2 separate regions of the Gadus morhua genome follow, and region 2 is linked to region 1. The links are chromatin contacts, called in public Hi-C maps. All regions are on one chromosome and are shown on one strand. Each heading gives the region's core, a stretch centred on a gene start, on an enhancer-like site or on the middle of the called end of the contact. The rest is flanking DNA. Distances are from core to core; before and after follow the strand shown. Region 1 holds the start of LOC115556162 (serine/arginine-rich splicing factor 11). Region 2 holds the start of opa1 (OPA1 mitochondrial dynamin like GTPase).

Region 1 (3,630 bases), core at 406-2,905:
TGCTAGACATGGGCACACATGTACATTTTCCTTCCGTTTACACCCCCGCAAATGCCAAGCACTAAAAAAGCTTAGGTAACTTGGCTTAGCAGCTTGCCTGGAGACTATGAAATATGCATGTTGTTCACTCATGTGTAGCCATTTTAGGGCAGAAGGAAGACAGACGCACACACAAACAGCTACCCACCTTCTGCGAATGGAACCACAATCAGGGCCCGGTCGACGAAGACCGTGTTCGTCAGGTGCTGGGACACCCCGACCGACTCAGTCTCGCGGAACTTTACAAAACAGACACGTGAAGTCACAGGCAAGGGAGAGTCACTGGAAAAAAATACGAGAAAGTTGTGCAAAAATACAAACAAAGGGATTTTTTCACTGCTTTCAAGGAAATGATGTGTGTGGATGAAGATAGTCTTTCATGGCCAATCCTGGCAATTCACATGATTATCACAACTGACCAGCCTTTTTTATGCATAACCCAAATTCTACTGGTTTAAAAAGTTTCTACCCAACCAATAATGCAATGATCGAACTGAAATTGACCAGCACTAGCATCGCATTTTAGTATACTGCATCGACATTCCTACCTGCGGTGTAACCAGGTGAATTATGACAGACGAGAAATAAAGCAAAGAACACGTTTAAATCATAATATTTAAACAATTATATCAGTATGTAGAGTTAGATACTTATATCGATTATTTCCGGATACATGGAGAGGACAGTGGTTTTGTAACTACTACTAAAATGCCACTACCTATGTACCTAGTGCAAGACATACGCGTATAAATATGTTTAGACAACTAAGCGGTGCAATCGCACCCAGTAGCCGCAAAGACCATTACATAAGGGTGCATAACAAAAGATAAAAACGCACTTCATCGTTACTAAACGATACTCAAACACACTCAAACCACCTAATTTTTAAGGATAAAGGAAGTCGGCTACTTCCGTAGCCACTTCCCGTCCTACACGCTGTACTGCTTGCAGTTCTTTTAAGCATGTATTTTTCACATTGAAGCCCCAAGATGACCTGTAGTGGGTTTTTATACGGCTTATGTCGATTCACGCTGCATATACTCGGTCTTTGTTGAACCCACATCTGCCTCCAGACTCCGGCAGTGTCCCGTTACAGGGCTGCGTTAATGCGCGGGCAAAACATAAGACAAACACCGCCGCAAGGAGCCAGGCGAGCGGCCTGGCGAAGGCCCCACAAAGCGGCCAACGTGGGCCGTGTACAAACAGATGCACCGTAAGAGCGTAAAACAAATGAATACTCACTCTGGAGGGAATAACTTCAACTCTTCTATGTTTCCAAGGAACCCGAACAAAGTTCTCATTTGTTCAGAGGTGGTGCTTGGAGACACATTGGTCACCTGAATCACGTTCGTGTTGCTGTTCATTTTTTCAACGAGTCCGTCGCTAGCTGCAGAAGGCTAGGTTATGTTGCGGGATATTCGTACACACGAAGACTCCGGAAGAATTGTAAACGCGACGTCGCCGTTTTCCGTAGCACGCTTAAGAGAAATACTGAAACCGCGCACAAACGACCATTTTACTGTAAAACGTTTGGGGGTTAAATTTCAGCCCGGGACACTAGAGCCTATGGGCACAAATGGTGGCGACAATGCAGTTTTCGTTAGCGTTCCAACCGGAAGCGGTGTGGAAATACGGAATCTTCAACCGGAAAATGGGCGTGGTCACGACTCGAGTTAAAATATTTTTGTTTTGTTTCTGGAGATGAAATGACATGTTTTCATTTGACGTGCCGTTGTTTCATAAACAGTCGTGGACGTTGTTCACTATATTCTCCTTTTGCATGTATGTGAACGACTTCAATGTGTGTTCTTTCGAGTTCTGAGGCGAGGGCGGATGAATAGGGGTGACGGACATAAGCGCGTTGGTTGCCTTTACTGGGTGATTAGTCTTGTAGCTAGCTGGCTAACCAGCGAGAATGTCAGTGGTTCCTCTTTGGCGTGGTAATAGTGATGGTTTTGTGTATTCATGTTGGAAGGTAATTTATTTGTTGTAAAGGCGTCTACCTATAATTGCTTTCAAATTAGATGTTGACAGAAGGCGTCCCCTCACAAGCCAAGAATCTGCAAGGAGAGGCACAGCTCAAAATCTATCATAAGTGAGTAACTGTAAAGCAAATGCGTTGATTTCATAACGGTTGATTCAGCCATGAACAAATTGAATGACTAAGCACTTACTATCCCTGCTGTACATAACCTGCTTAACCAGAATAATTATAAATTTCGGAAGTGCTGTTGTTTTAAAACCTTGAATTATATTTCCTCATCGTGGTGTTACAACAGCCTGTTGTTTTCTTGATAGGAGTTCCGTCTGACGGGACATGTATTCCCATTAACACACGCCTCCCATGCCAGTCTACCGGTTAAATGAAGAGATATGGGCATACTGAGAGTGGTGGTCTGTACCATGGGAAGGATCAGCACCTTTAGATCTTACCAGTTGATCCTTCTTCTGGCTGCAGCACTGGCTGTGGTAGCTTTCTACTACTTTGGTTCAGAGAGGCAAAACTTCTCGAGCACAACCAAGCGGATCAAACAAAGCCAGGCTAGCCACAACGCCAACAGGAACGATGCTGACCTCACTCTGGACACCAGACTCACCCCGCACGAACACGACGGCGGGGAGGACGGCGGGGAGGGAGGGGAAGACACAAGCTCGCTGTCGGACCCGCACTTCCACGTTCTCATGATGTTCACCAAGATAGACAAGAGCCGGAGCCTGCAGGAGAAGTTCAGGGTGGCCATGCTGTCCATGGTGAAGCACGGGGACTTCCTCGAGGAAGAGGTGCTGGTGCTCCATTTTGTGAGTGACCAAGCGAGCCAAGAACTGGGCCAGCGGATGCTTCAGGAGGTTCTGCTGGACGCAACGTTCCAGTATGAGGTAAGAAGTTCTGGGCCTACATTGAGTACAAACATGCATTTAATCGCTTAGCAGATGCTTAATGACTAAAATGCACTATCAAGGTGCTTTGGCCTGTTCCAAGTGAGGCCTAAGGAAAATCAAAGCAAGCGTCAAAGCCAAGTTTATAAAACAACTGGACAGAGTGTGGAGTAACAAGGAATTAAAGTGTTTACATCACAATGCTGACTGAATTCAACATTAAGCTGTGTGTACTGGTTGGTATTGGTCTCAGTGGTGGTCTTTCCCAGGAGTGTCCTGGCATGGCCTCATGAGACCATCCTGATAGTCACTCGGTCTTGTAATTTCAATTAGTGACTCCACTACTTCCGTTTTGAAACGCATGGGGGCAGTGTTGACCTGTCAGAACACATGATTCCTTCTCTCGGTTCAGTCTATTTTAATGTGGTGCATGCCAGCAGGTTTTTTCTCTTTTTCGAATAATAAAAAATACTTATTTACTTTTTTTAAACATAAAAATTCAAAGAGCTTAACACTGTTAACGAGAAGGCAGATGCAACTATTGCATTCAGGAAGAGTCTTGCAATTATTCAAACGGGAGGGTGGTTTGGCGATTCAGTGCCAAACTCCAAAAACCTGTTGGACCCAACATGGCCATCTGTAGTCTGACCACTGCCTTAGGGCTCACTGGACATCATACCCTTACCCACACCAATGAATAATGCAAGGTCACAC
Region 2 (3,630 bases), core at 650-3,149, 250 kb after region 1:
TGAGTCCAAAATAAAAGCCATTGCCTATGAAGTACAATTGTTGCTTACATAGATTGAATACATCAATACCCTAAAATGAATCAGATGGTCTGGGTTTGGGTATTAGGGTTAAAGTTAAATAGATGAATGTTTTAAATAATTTAAACCAATGCAATATTTATTTTGTGTTTATTATCAAGGCTTTATAGTACATCTCTATGTTCCAAAGATTGTATCATGTTATTAATCAATTGATTCAAGTCTACTTCTGTCAAATTCTACAACCTTGGATGAGACTGAACTGTACTGGATCTATGTTGTTGATAATAATTCTGGTATCAGATTACCTCTGTAAATGTTTGCTGTAAAGTCAGTGTGTTTTCAAAGTGTATTTTTTTTTTCTCATATCAAAGGGCTGTTGTCTGCGTGTTTTATTTTTATTTTACCTTTTTTGGTACTTTTTTCATAAAATGGGTTGTAGGCTAATTGGCAGTTTAATTATTTGGGTATATTTTTGTATTCTGAGCTTCCGTTATAGGTGTGCAATAAGCATAGGTCCTCCTTGTTAAGGCATGAATTCTGGGCATTTATTTTAAAATGGTAATCATTCATCTGGATACATTATCAGGGGACTTGAATACCTATTTGGTGTTTTCTAAGGCTCAACTAGACTGTTGATCATCTTTAAACAATGTTTCATCCTGGAAACTATTTGCCCATTATTTTTAGTTAGTTTAGTTATTATATTTGTTGGATCAAATTACTAATGGTCTCTTGCACAAAAAAGGGAAGTATAATTAATTTGATTGCTAATAACTAAATATTTTCTTACAACCAAACTATACTTTAATCAGCTTTCATGTGTTTTTCTGTTATCAAATTCTATGCTAACTGAAGAAAGTGTTTCTGCAGAAATACCAGCCTGGTTTAACGACAGAGTATTTTAGGCTCAGCTTCCAATCAGAAATTGGCCCCTTGACAATGTTCTGTTTCAAAATTTGAAATTATGCTCTTGTCAGTTGTTTTTTAACATTTTTTTGCCATTTCAAAGCAATGTGTAGAATGAACCCTTTCTCTTGTATAGGTACCATGCACATATGCTATTAAGTTCATCTCCCAAATCATGTTCCAGATTTGACACAACCCATTTACATTACCCCAAATATGATAAGGCAATGTATGGGGTACATAGAAACTTTCCTCAGGGGAATGTGAATATCTAAAATACATTTAGGAGGGTACTAAAAAAATATTGATACCCAAATTACCAGTCGGAAAAATTGTATTTGAAATATCTGGTATTTGATGCATTAACTTTGCATCTCAAATATTGAATACCCGCACAGGTATCCTTTTTATAAGCAGAGGTGTAAATTATCGGCACATTTTTGTACTTTGTATTTTTACTTTTCTCTTTTATGCTTTTACTGATGATTGCATTTTTGATTTATTTTTTTTGATATATATATATATATATAAATAAATGTGCTTTAAAACAATTTGCATATGTTTTTATTTGTTTGTTTTGGTAAAGTAAAAAACAACAATTTGTTCTATGTCACAACCAATAATAGAATTGTGCATCAACAAGAGTAGCTCGACATGCTGAATTTTCTGATGTTATGGTGGCTGGCTGTTTGAGCACTTGATTAATAATTAGACTATGGTGCTTTGATGGAGGCAAATTCATATTGACATATATTAATGTTCAGTTTTAATAATCATAGGCTAAAAACGAAATTAATAGCTGGTCATTTGACGTCAGTAATATTTAATCCAAACATTCCAGTCTACAGCTATCTATATCTATATATCTATAAAGAGATATATAAAAAAATATCACCTGTGCAAACCGAAACAAAAAGCGTTATCTAGGAACCAAAAAGGTTGGGTATAGTTTGTCAGGGCGTCATTCGGGGGCGTACCGCTGTGCAGGAAGTGGAGCTGTCAGTCGGTGTCCTTGTTAGCTAAAGAGCATGTTAGCGCTCGAACAGGGCAGTGCATGTTTATCAATATGAAAGAGGATGTCTATTGGACCTGAAAAATATTTTACAAGCATCTAATTGTTTATTCGTTGTTGGGAATATCACCATGTTGCGTGTCGGGGGCAAAATGACCTGGTGAGTTCAGCTGTAATAGAGCTAATCGTAGCTAATGCAATCTTTTCTCGTCTGACACTGGTATCTGGACATTTTGACAGCGGAGGACAGCTTGGGTGTGTCATACCTCCATAACCTCTTTAAACGCTTACGTCGATTGAATTTCGATCTAAAACATAACATTTAATTTAACTATACATGACATGTCATTCTCGTCTGTGAGCGGCCTCTGTGTGTATGTGTGTGTGTGTGTGTGTGTGTGTGTGGAGCTCACCATTCACTTAACGTATTTTAATACTGTTAAAACTTTTCACAGGCTTTCTTACTATCCTCTACGGATATAGTTATACAATGAGTTCAGTTCTCTACCATATCTCAAATCATATTGGCATGTTTGTGCGACATTGTGTGATGTGTAAAGGTTGCTTTTGTTATGTCCTGTGTCGTAATTGGCTGATCTTTCTACTAGTTATCGCGTGTGCAGCCTCTTTGTTGTTGCTCAAGGACCCACACATACACATTAAGTAAAATAGAAAAAAATCATGCTATGTACTGCAACTTATATGCTATTGTGAAATCAATTGTGACTGCAAGAACAAGATGACCAAAGCAATATGGTTTGTGTTTGTGAGCGTCTTTTTACATATTTGTTTTCCTTCTCAGCATGGCCTGCAGGAACCTTGTCTCCAACAACATGGGGGTGAAGGTTCGCATCCCCCTGCAGAAGCTGCACCCCCTCTCCCGTGCCATCCACCACCGCTACTCCAACCAGCAGGTTCCCCCTCACCGCACGGCCGCCCGTCACATCTCCACCATGTCCCGGCTGCCCATGAGACCCCCTAAACCCCCACCGGGGTCTGGGGGCCGCGGCCACCAGCAGCAGCGCAACTTCTGGATGCTGCGGCTAGCCGCCAGGATTCTGAGGCTCCGCTACATCGTTCTGGGCTCGGCCGTTGGTGGAGGTTATACAGCTAAAAAGGTTTGTTTGAGATGTTGGCTATGAGATCACTTTGCTGCTCTTAAAGTGTTCCACTCCATTGAAAACAGCAGAGCAAACCTGCTTCGAAACTTTATATTTTTGGATGACCAATGTCAATGTCGTTTTCCTTCAGACCTATGAGGAGTGGAAGGACTTTTTGCCTGATTTCAGTGAATACAACTGGGTCATTCCCGATTACATCTGGGAATTGAGCGAACAGATTGATCTAGGTAAGCGGATTCTGTCCATGTAATTCATCATAGTTTTAGTGCTGGTTTTACATAGTTAATGTTGCTGAATTTTGCAGTTGTATGGAACATCCCAATATACAATATATTTGAGCATGTGTGACTGCGGCTAATTACATCTAATGACATATTTGGGTCCTTTTTGATCGGCCAACAAGGTAAACTGCAGTTACAAGCTACATAATTTATTCAAAGTAATAACACAGATGAAAACACCAGGACCAATAGTGCATTGTAAATCACCAGCATACGTTTTTCTAATGATGTAAAAGTGTCTTAAGATGTATCTAACCCTTCCTTTAATGATGTTGTCTGAGCTTTTTCA

The links. A called contact is a pair of places that touch in the nucleus more often than the background predicts.
Region 2: a Hi-C map of blood shows a contact between it and region 1, with 2.7 times the contacts expected there. The contact joins the promoter of opa1 here to the promoter of LOC115556162 in region 1. A contact is called at or near these places in 2 of 6 Hi-C or Micro-C datasets (blood and gill).

Annotation. Positions count from the first base shown.
Region 1 is chr12:7,839,799-7,843,428 of gadMor3.0, forward strand. LOC115556162 (serine/arginine-rich splicing factor 11) reads right to left here and starts at 1,656. Exons shown (of 13, transcript XM_030373313.1): 1 at 1,282-1,656; 2 at 188-321. The coding sequence starts at 1,403. xxylt1 (xyloside xylosyltransferase 1) reads left to right here and starts at 1,667. Exons shown (of 8, transcript XM_030373315.1): 1 at 1,667-2,134; 2 at 2,338-2,916. The coding sequence starts at 2,413.
Region 2 is chr12:8,084,583-8,088,212 of gadMor3.0, forward strand. It overlaps opa1 (OPA1 mitochondrial dynamin like GTPase), which reads left to right and starts at 1,900. Exons shown (of 29, transcript XM_030372467.1): 1 at 1,900-2,099; 2 at 2,742-3,057; 3 at 3,191-3,287. The coding sequence starts at 2,071. It overlaps atp13a3 (ATPase 13A3), which reads left to right. Exons shown (of 33, transcript XM_030372978.1): 33 at 1-1,233.